Regions from separate parts of the Sus scrofa genome. Here region 2 is linked to region 1. A link is a contact called in public Hi-C data. All regions are on one chromosome and are shown on one strand. Each heading gives the region's core, a stretch centred on a gene start, on an enhancer-like site or on the middle of the called end of the contact. The rest is flanking DNA. Distances are from core to core; before and after follow the strand shown. Region 1 holds the start of ANKRD11 (ankyrin repeat domain-containing protein 11). Region 2 overlaps ANKRD11 (ankyrin repeat domain-containing protein 11).

Region 1 (5,568 bases), core at 1,810-4,309:
GATCTGAGTTCATTCAATTTTGTATAAAGTTTATCAAACGGGCCCACAGAGCACTGGCTGACCACAAGAATAAAGCAACAGAGCCTGAAGAGAGACGAGCAGGGCGTCACCATCTCACCGATTCCCGAGCAAATACCTTGCTATTAAAGGAAGCTCATCCGTTACACTTACATGTGAGAGATGAAGGGACTTCCAAGGGGTAATGGACAGATCAAACACTTATTTTGGCAACAAATGCAGACTATGCTCCGAACCAGCATTTACTGACACTCTCTAATTTTGTTATTTAATTGATGATGGGCTCATTGCCATCATGTGCAAAATAAATCTCTCATATTTGATGAAACATAACCTTACTACATCAAATGTGCTTAAAAACCCAAGGCACCCAAAGCTTCCTGAAAAATACTCCCAAATACAAATAGCACAGTTTCTTAACGCTATTTGTAGAAAGTTCTACTTGTCACTGTATCAACACTGTAATTAGAGCTAACATGACAGCCACTAGTCACAAGCAGCCCATCTGGTTTGGAGAGATGAAAGGCCTGCTGGTGCAGTGTGATTATCACCGCTGGTCCAGAGGGTCCTGAGAAAAACATTCAAAATTGGAAACACAAAGGTACAACTTCAAATGAGGAATTTAAAACTATGCAACACCTTTAAAAAAATTTTTTTCTGGTCAGTTTTGTTATGTATATTTTCCCACAATACAAAAAAAATTAGAAGAAAACCTTGCAAAGTTTCAAATTTAGGTCAAATTTGACACTATCTTTGGGGTAGCTTTTTAACTAACTCAAGAGGCATGCACGAAGAACACAGGAAAATGTCTCAGCAACTCGGTCTTTTGTTTCCTCATTAGAGCCAGCCCATCAAAGGAGAGCCTGCTCCAGAGCGTGACACCACAGAGCGCAGACGACAGCTGAAGGGAGGGCGGGGGACCAGGGGTCACTATCTAAGTTGAGCAAGATGTGTGCCCTTTTTCTTCTCTAACCCCGGTTTCAAAGTGATTGCCGAGCACTTTTGCAATCATCCTCCAAAAGCACAAACAGAACTCCAGGTCTTCCAGGACAGCACCACTCAGTAAGGGAGACCACGATCCCAAAGGCATGCAGTGCACGGTCTCAGGGGCTCTGATTTAGAAGCATCCAAGTTATGCCATTGACTGGGTTTGCACAAAGCAAAAATAGTAACTGTTTCAAGGGCACTTTTTCCACGAGCAGTATCATCTTACATCTTTTAGCTGAGTGCACTTCATCACCCCCAAAAGGATCAAAATAGTCTAAGTTTTACAACAACAACTGTGCACACATTCACTCCTCACTGGAAAAGGAATGTTAAGGACGTCCATCAAATCACTTGGGAAACCCTCTCACCCTGTGAGGAAGCCTGCAAGTCGAACTCTCTACCGAAAAATGGGCAAAGCCACCCTGCTCCTGCAAACAAACATAAAATTTCTGAAAACCTCTAGAAACAATGAAACCATGCTGCATCTAAACTGTTAGAAAGAAAATGCTTTTGAAAGCACAGGGTCCTCTTAGGCCAGCTTAATCTTCCAAAGCTGCTTCCAAAACTTTGGAAGCTGGACTACAAAACTAGCTTTCAAAACCCCAACGAAAGCAGAAAACCTTGATGGGGGACCAAGAAAAGAGCAGACCTCAAAAACATGAAGACTCCCCCCAAAACGGCAGAGATAAAAGATTTAACAACACAATCCCTCTTTAAGAGGGAATTGAATCCATGTGGCAGAGCCAACCTTACATATACATACATACACACACACACATACACACACACACACATACACACACACACACACACACACACACACACAGCTACCGCCCTGCCAGGGGATGATGAAATGAGGAACGGAAATTAACATTTCAGGCAACGTCTCACATTGTTCCTTGAGGCCAAGGGCTGCTGTTGCAGCCGCCGCCGCTTCCCTCCCCCCCCCGCCCCCCAGTCCCGCCTACCCTCCCCCCGAAACACCCCCGCGCCGCTGCCCCGCATTCCTGCCCCTCCGCGGGCCCACGCGCCTCCTGCGGCCCTAAAGCCCCCTCTCCCTCCAGGGCCCCGGCTCGCCCGCCCCCTCCGGCTCAGAGCCCAAAGCCGCCTGCTCCCATTTCAAAACAGCGATAATAATAGGGACGCTGGGAATAACAACTACGGCCCGCACCGCGAAGGCGCCCCTCCCGCGGGTCAGAGGTCTGCGGCCCGCTCCCCAGGTGCCCGGGGCCCCCTGCAGCCCCCCTGTCGGCCCCTCGAGGCGGCCCGGCCGCCCCGCCAAGGCCCCCTCGGAGCCCACCCTCTGCCCCTCCCGGCTGCCTAAGGACCCCCGGGTCCCCGGGCCCACCCGGAGCGCCCCGTCGGCCTCTCGAGCTCCCCAGACTCGCCCCAAGCCCACCCTCTGCCTCTCAAGGTTGTCCTGGGACCACCGTAGGCCCCCCCGGGTCCCCGGGCCCGCCCGGAGCCCCCAGTCAGGCCTCCGGGCCCCCCAGACCCACCCGCAGCCCCCCAGGCCCACCCGCAGCCCCCCAGGCCCCCAAGGCCAGCCTGGAGCCCCCCGGCGGCCCCAGGCTCCCAAGCCCGCCCGAAGTCAGCCGTCGGCCGTTTCGACTGCCCCCCAGGCCTTCAGGCCCGCCCGGAGCCCCATCGGCCCGTCAGGGCTGCCTGGGACCCCGGCCCCCAGACCCGCCGAGCCTGCAGCGCAGCTCCGCCCGGCGCGGGAGGCCTGCAGGCCGCGAAGCCGCCCCACGCCCCGCGCTCGTCCCGACCCCCGCGCGATCTCGGCTCTCACCGGTTCAGGCTCCGGCTCCGGCCCGCGGCTCAGGGGCGGCGCGCGGGCGAGGCCATGCAGCCCCGGCCCGTCCCCGGCCCGCGGCCCGAGCGGGAAGGCAGCGCGGGCTCCGAGCTCTGGCGCGGCGGCGAGGCGGCGGAGGCGAGTCCGCCCTCGGGCGGCGCCGTGGCGGTTGGGCGCTCACTGAGGGGGCGTCGGGCCGCGCGCTCGGCGACGCCTCCCCGCCTGGGGCCCTCGCTCCATCGCGCTCCGGCTCGGGCGGCCTCTGGCTCCGGGACCCGGCGGCGGCTGCGACGGCGCAGGCCGCATGAGACGCTGCCGCCCATTGGCCCGCCGTATCCGCCACCGCCATTGGCCCGCCGCAGTCGGGCTCAGGGCTGCGCACGTCACGGCGTCGGGGAGGAAGTGCGCGCGGGGCCAAGGGAGACGGCAAGATTGACAGCTTCTGGGACAGGCCGGGGCGGGACCAGAAGGAAGTCCCGGGACGGATTGGACAAGGTCGTACGACCAGGCGCACGGGACGCCGGGAGCAAGCAGCTTGAATTGGCTACCTGCATCGCGGAGGGGCGGGCCTTTGGTTCTCCGACGTGACGATTGGCCTTTCCAAGTGCCGGAAGCGGCAAGGGGAGCCGTCCAAAGTGGGTCTGGCGCGGAAGGCGCTGCAAGACAAGAACCGCGGTATCCACTAGGAGGTCAGCGGGGATTGGCCTGTAGTGCTCTGTCTGCTCACAGCAACTCGGTCTTGCTCTGGCTGCACCTGCTGCTAGACTAGGGGTGTTCCGCCGCCGGCCGCAGACCGACTCACCTCTCAGACCTCTTTTTTTTTTTTTGTCTTTTTTTTGACGTTTCTAAGGCCGCTCTCCAGGCATATGGAGGTTCCCACGCTAGGAGTCTAATCGGAGCTGTTAGTTAGCCGCTGGCCTACGCCACAGCCACAGCGACACGGGATCCGAGCCGCGTCTGCGACCTACACCACAGCTCACGGCAATGCCGGATCCTTAACCCACTGAGCAAGGCCATGGATCGAACCCGCAACCTCACGGCTCCTAGTCGGATTCGTTAACCGCTGCGCCACGACGGGAATTCCTCAGACCTCTTTCTTAAGGAGCAAATGGGAGACCCAGACGGTGCCCTCTCCTGGGGCCACGTCGGGACTGGACCAGGCTCTCACGCCTCTAGGCAGCTGGGTTTTGCCCTTCCCGTCCACAACCCACAGCTTCCCTAGGTGAAGGGACTCCCGACAGTTACAGCCAACCTGTGGGCCGACAAGCCTGTCTAAGATGTCCCAGGGATTGCTATATTTGCCATTGTAAGAATTAGCCAGTAGCAATCTCAGACTCCACCTGCTGTGCCAATCTCGATGGGAGGGAACTAAGAATTGGCATTTTTTATTTTGGTCCCTGATAATACTCATCCTTGGGAACATTTGAAAAACACTGACCTCAACCACATAGGGAATTTAAAGTAGGAAATATGAATACGGATGCAAGTGGCCTTGAAATAATCTGAAGTCATACTAAGACCAAAGAAAAGTGAAGTTCCACAGAAGCAGAATGGGTAGGAATACAGAGTAAAGACGTGCAGGCTAAAGGAAAAAGTTGTGCCCTTTAATACATTAATTCAAAAATATTGGGAGTTGGAGTTCCCATCGTGGCTCAGTGGTTAACGAATCTGACTAGGAACCATGAGGTTTCGGGTTCAATCCCTGGCCTTGCTCAGTGGGTTAAGGATCCAGCGTTGCTGTGAGCTGTGGTGTAGGCTGCAGACGCGGCTCAGATCCCGCGTTGCTGTGGCCAGCAGCTACAGCTCCGATTAGACCCCTAGGCTGGGAACCTCCATGTGCCACGGGAGTGGCCCAAGAAAATGGCACAAAGAAAAAAATTGGGAGTTTTCGGGAGTTCCCCTTGTGGCTCAGTGGTAACCAACCTGGCTAGCAACCAGGCAAACGCGGGATCAACCCCTGGCCTTGCTCAATGACTCAGTGGGTTAAGTGTCCGGCATTGCTGCAGTGAGCTGTGGTGTAGGTCACAGACTGGGCTCGGTCCCTGTGGCGTAGGCTGACAACTGCAGCTCCATTAGGACCCCTAACCTGGGAACTTCGATGTGCCCTAAGTGAGGCCCTAAAAAGCAAAAAATAAATAAATAGGGGGAGTTCCCGTCGTGGCGCAGTGGTTGACGAATCTGACTAGGAACCAAGAGATTGTGGGTTCAGTTCCTGCCCTTGCTCAGTGGGTTAAGGATCCGGCGTTGCCGTGAGCTGTGGTGTAGGTTGCAGACGCAGCTCGGATCGCGCGTGGCTGTGGCTGTGGCGTAGGCTGGTGGCTACAGCTCCGATTGGACCCCTAGCCTGGGAACCTCCATATGCCACGGGAGCAGCCCAAGAAATAGCAAAAAATAAAAATAAAATAAAATAAATAAATAAATAGAGGTTAGAGTTTCCATGTGGCACAGTGGACTAGTGATCTGGCTTATCTCTGTGGAGGCACTGGTTAGATCCCCGACCTGGCACAGTGGGTTATGCACCCGGCATCACAGGAAGCTGTGGCATAGGTCACTGCTCCTGCTGGTACTCAATCCCTGGCCCAGGAACGTCCATATGCTATGGGCGTGGCAGGCAGGGAGAGGGAAATGTTTATGGCGCGCCTGCTCTGGGCCAGGCAGTAAAGCAGACACTGGGAACAAACAGGAACAGCGGGTCTCGTCTCTACCAGCGCGTGATTTCTCAATAGGCAGGGAAAACACACAGTCATCAAAGAGCCATAAAAGTAGCT
Region 2 (5,509 bases), core at 1,157-3,656, 37 kb before region 1:
TGGGGGTCCCGCTGGGGCCCAAGGGGATCAGGGGCCTCGCCGGAGCACTGGGGCTCAGCGGAGATCCCCAGCCCGCACAGGGGTGAAGGGTCCGCCACTGCTGTGGCTGCGGCACAGGTCGCAACTGCCTCCCTGATGTGACCCCTGGTCCGGGAACTCCACATGCCAGGGGGCAGCCGAGCCCAGGAAGAGGGGAGGGCTGCACGACACTATAAACAGGTTAAAGCCGGAGAACTGCTCACTGTAAAACAGCCAAACCCCGAGTTTTAAAAATATCTCACCAGAGGAATAATGTGAACCACAAAGAGAGTGCATGTATCCCAAACCAACCTATGACAAAACTCTATCGACACAGCACTGCAAATCAGCTATACTTGGACAACATACATTTTTAAAAAACTTGGGAGTTCCTGGAGTTCCCACTGTGGTTCAGGGGGTTAGGGACCGACATTTTCTCTGTGAAGATATGGGTTCAACTGCTGGCCTCGCTCAGTGGGTTAAGGATCCAGCAGTGCCATGGCTGTGGCACAGCCCTCAGCTGCAGCTCCAGTTCGATCCCAGGCGCAGGAACATCCATGTGCCACAGGTATGGCCAAAAATGGGAGGGTAAAATGAATAGGCGGTTGTATGCTAGGGACCTTCTGCGGGTGACAGAAATGTCCTTACTGCCAGCACAAGGGGTAATGCAACAGCCAAGTTTCCTTGAAGAGGCACTGCGGGAAGGCACTAAAACAATCTCAGGTGTGTCGGGGACCACCCTGAGACACACTGCGCTTCAACTCAGGTCAAGCTGGAGGTCAGGCCTCCCCCGGGGTAACAAGCCACTCCCACACAAAGACCCCACCCCCACCCCGGCAAAGCCTCAGAGACACCCCCTTGGAACAAGAGCCCACCAGCACAGGTGACCTGCTCTCCGTGACACTGCTGCTGCAAGGCGACCTAGGGAAGGCACTGATGCCAACAGAAAAGAGTTCTCTGCCTTTTTTTCTTTTTCTTTTCTGTCTTTTTAGATCTGCACCTGTGGCATATGGAGGTTCCCAGGCTAGGGGTGGAATCGGAGCTGTAGCTGCCAGCCAACACCACAGCGACAGCACTGTCAGAGCCAAGCTGCATCTGCGACCTACACCACAGCTCACGGCATCGCTGGATCCTTAACCCACTGAGCCAGGCCAGGGATCAAACCCGCAACCTCATGGACACTAGTCAGATTCATTAACCACTGCGCCACGACAGGAATGCCAAGAGTTCTCTGAAACGACTCATTTTCCAAGTTTATTCAAAACAAAAGCCGCTCACTTTGTTCTCCATAGTACATCCCTGCTCCTACATCCCTTGAGCACACGCTTTATGTGACTTATAGAAAAAAGCTCTCCAGGGCTTTCATTTCTTTCCCAATTCCATGGGAAGGCTAACCATCATTGCTGTGTTCAGACACCTTCCATCAACCTTCAAAGCTGCTGGCTACAAAGAAGCTGCTTCATTCCACACCATTCCTTTAAAAAAAATCCAAACCTAACTTTAGCAAAGTTAGCAAAATTTGATTTACATTCCCCAAATGGGAACCAAGCCTACAGGCATCTTCTGTACCCTAAAACGTATCTCAGAGCCGCGCAATTTCAAGGCTGCAGCCCCGACCCCTCTCTACCCTCTCCACCCCTTTCAGCCTCTGGTCACCCCCCCCACCCCGACCCAGCACTGGCAGTGCACTGGGCAGCAGCCGTGAGACCACACCCACCGTCGTAACGTAGCAGGAGATGCCTGCCTCCTTCCGGAGTCAGCCTGTGCGAGGAAGGTAACCATGCTGGGTCCTCAGCACAAATCAGGAGGTCCTGCTGTGGCTCAGCAGTAACGCATCTGACTACTGTCCATGAGGATTCGGGTTCGATCCCTGCGCTGGGGCTGGGGAGTTAAGTGTTTCAAGGAACCCCGCTCAGGGGGTTGAGGATCCAGAGTTGCCGTGAGCTGTGCTACAGGTTACAGATGCAGCTCGGATCCAGTGTTGCTGTGGCTGCGGCGTCAGCCAGCAGCTGTAGCTCCGAATTAACCCCAAGCCTGAGAACTTCCATATAACCCCTAGCCATAGAACTTCCAGGTGCGGCCCTAAAAAGAAAAGAAAAAAAGAACTTAGGAAGGTATGAAGTGTACCTCCTACCGATGAGGACAGGGGCCTCTGACCAAGCACTTGTGCCACTGACCGGGCCACACGGGCACAGAGCCCAGCTTCGCCAGAAGAACGATGGACAGTCCTTCCACAAGTAAACACCAGTCGGTGTTTGTTACTACGAAATCTGAGCTCCCAAGCAAAATATTTACATTTTGGAAAACTCCTGTCCCAGCTTCCACTCTGCACCAGGTAGAATAAAAGGAACATGCTCACCATCCCCCACACCAGGAAAGAACTAAGGAACAATGGTTTGCAAGGCTCTGGACAGGAGGCGGTGCGGAACCTGACCGAGAGGGGAGAAGGAAGTGGGTGAGGGATCCCGAGCCACAGCACGGGCGGGGAAAGCCAGCACCCCCTCGGGAGAAGGCGGCCCTGAATTCCAGGCAGGCAGGACCCCTGGAGTCTGCAGGGGAGCACAAAAGGGAGAGAACTCCAAAATCCATGAACTCGGCCCCAAACTAAAGGCTGCTGTGGCCCCACCCAACAAAGCTCGAAATAAAGACCTAAAGGAATCAACTGCTTCCAAGGAGCTTAACTACATTCAAGAACAAAGCCCAAGGATGTTTATAGTAACACAAAGATACCCAGCAACAACAAGGTAAAATTAACAATGTCTGGCACACAATCAAAAATTACCACCACGCAGCAGGAAAGAATGAGCAACAGGAGAGAAACCAGCCAAGCGGAAATGACACAGAAGAGACAGTTGATGAATGACGACCCGGAAGTGAAAGACCCCACACGCTGGCCAGACAGACGGAAGCTCTCAAGGACCCAGATCACACCTCTTGACAAGTCAAAACCACAATACACAAGGTAAAAATGTTTGAGACGGGAGTTCCCATCACGGCTCAGTGGAAACAAATCCGACTAGCATCCATGAGGACCCAGGTTTGATCCCCGGACCGCTCAGTGGGTCAAGGATCCGGCTCAGTGGGTCAAGGATCCGGCGATGCCGTGAGCTGCGGTGTAGGTTGCAGACACAGCTTGGATCTGGCGTTGCTGTGGCCGGCGGCTGCAGCTCCAATTGGACGCCTAGCCTGGGAACCTCCAGGTGCCACGGGTGCGGCCCTAAAGAAGACAAAAGGCAAAAAAGAAAAACCGTCTGAGACAAAAACCGTCGGGTGTGGCAGACACCACCAAAGAAAAGAGTGGTGAGCGAGCGGAGAGAGTCCCGGCAACGGAAAGCGCCCAAGATAAGAAACAGAGAAAACAGGAAGAAAAAAGGAACAGCTGGAGTTGCCACTGTCAGTTAAGAAGCCCACTGCAGCAGCTTAGGTCCCTGCATAGGTGCAGCTTCGATCGCAAGCCCAGCACAGCAGGTTAGAGGATCCAGCATTGCCACAGCTGCAGCTCAGATTCAATCCCTGGCCTGGAAACGTCCATACACCACAGACACAGCCATAAAAACAAAAAAGAAGAAAAAGAAAAAAATGAACAGGGTACCACTGTGCTGGCTGATACTCTAAACAATCCCATATAAATTTAAATGCAATTTACAAATGAAAAAGGGAGGGACAGAAAAGTATTGGAAAAAATTCCAACTCTGATGAACTAAATCCACAGATCCATACATAAAGCTCAACAAACCCAAGCACAAGAAACATGAGTAAAAACTACTTCCCACGCTACACCATACACCAAATAACCTCGACTGTCAAAAGCCTTCAGAGAAAAAAGCCGCTTTCCAGACAAAGGCTTGAGGACCAGGACGACAGCAGATTCTCGATGGAAACAGGGCCAGTGAGAATTCACGGAAGGACTTGACTGCAGTGCTCAAGGAATACAGGGCAGCCTGCAAAACACCTTTCAAAAACAAAAGCTAGAGAAACACACAAAGGGGAGGCAGACAAAAGCTGGAAGAACTCAGGGCCAGGAGTCCGCCAGGAGAAATCCCACCCAGAGGAATGAGAAAACCAAATCCTGGAAGCGATGCAGCTTCTCTGCAGTTCCACTCCTCCAACTGAAGAGAACTGCTACCTCGGCCACGGCATTTCGGTTACCTAAAAAGTTCTGCAGGTCTAGGTTAAAAGCTTTTGAACTTATTGACTTAATTATTGTATTTCTGATTTATAATTATTTATTTAGAAGAAAACGATTAAAAGTGAAAATACAGTATGCTTTTTTTTTTTTTTTAGGGCCGCACCCAAGCATATAGGAGGTTCCCAGGCTAGGGGTCCAATCACAGCTACAGCTGCTGCCTAGGCCAGAGCCACAGCCACACAGGATCTGAGCCACGTCTGCGACCTACACCACAGCTCACGGCCACACCGGATCCTTAATCCACTGAGCAAGGCCAGGGATCGAACCAGCAACCTCACGGTTCCTAGTCAGATTCGCTTTGGCTGTGCCACGAAGGGAACTGCCAGTAGGCACTTTATAAGGCGCAGAGTAGGAGGCGGAGACCCCGAGGGGATGGAAGCACCAAAGCAGCAGAGCACCTCGCGCTCACGCACCCAGCCCCACCCCCGGGGCGGGAGACTCCAGGTGGGCCTGGGCACCGGTGCACCTAAAGACGCGACGCGCTGAGCGAGGCGAGCCGGCCGCGGCAGGCCCCGGAGGCACGAGTGGGTGCGGGCGGAGAGGTGCCTGGCCAGAGCGTCAGCCAGGGCGGGGGAAGCAGGTCTGGAAACGGAGGCGGTGGTGCCTGAGGGCTGCACAACCGCAGGCCTGGACACCTAAAAATGGCCAAAAGGGTGTGTTTTTATGTTACGTGTATTTTACACAATAAAAAGAAAATTCGGAGTTCCCGTTACAGCACAGCGGATACGAATCCGACGAGGAACCATGAGGCTGCAGGTTCGATCCCTGGCCTCGCTCTGTGCGTTAAGGACCCGGCGTTGTCGTGAGCTGTGGTGTCGGTCGCAGACGTGGCTCGGATCTGGCGTGGCTGAGGCTGTGGTGCAGGCTGGCAGCGGCAGCTCCGATTGGACCCCTAGCCTGGGAACCTCCACATGCCGTGGGTGCAGCCCTAAAAAGACAAAAGACAAAGAAGAAAAAAAGAAAAAAGAAAAGCAAACTCAAGTCGGCAACTATCCAGCTTAGTGAAGTTTTACTAAACCGGGAAAAATTCACAGACCCACTAGCTATTAACATCCTGCCGCAGTTGCCTGAATTCTCCAAACCTGTTCTCCTCACCGAGGAGAACGCGGATAAACAGTTCCTCCGACACCAACGACCGCGCTCATTTCCGAGGCTGCATCCGCACCGGCCTCACGGACCGCAGGGCAGCTCCCGGGGCGTCGAGGGCAGCGTCTCACCCTCTGGCTGCCCTCCCACCCGCTGTAGGCTCTGCCCCTCAGCATTTCCATATTTTCTCATTTTTTATTACAGCTGATCGCCAAT

The links. A called contact is a pair of places that touch in the nucleus more often than the background predicts.
Region 2: a contact with region 1 is called in a Hi-C map of retroperitoneal adipose tissue, with 1.6 times the contacts expected there. The contact joins the enhancer-like site here to the promoter of ANKRD11 in region 1. A contact is called at or near these places in 8 of 47 Hi-C or Micro-C datasets (embryonic fibroblasts, fetal liver, liver and 2 more) and 2 of 2 datasets of contacts at active chromatin or transcription factors (alveolar macrophages and skeletal muscle).

What each region holds. Positions count from the first base shown.
Region 1 is chr6:453,347-458,914 of Sscrofa11.1, reverse strand. ANKRD11 (ankyrin repeat domain-containing protein 11) reads right to left here and starts at 3,059. Exons shown (of 14, transcript XM_021097042.1): 1 at 2,798-3,059.
Region 2 is chr6:489,853-495,361 of Sscrofa11.1, reverse strand. The region is part of intron 1 of ANKRD11 (ankyrin repeat domain-containing protein 11); the gene reads right to left. Among named protein-coding and RNA genes, the nearest start is that of ANKRD11, 37 kb to the right of the region's middle. Within about 2 kb of position 2,406, at least 6 of the 83 cell types and tissues checked have an H3K27ac peak or open chromatin away from gene starts, as enhancers often do. A contact at or near this core is called in retroperitoneal adipose tissue, where this site is marked.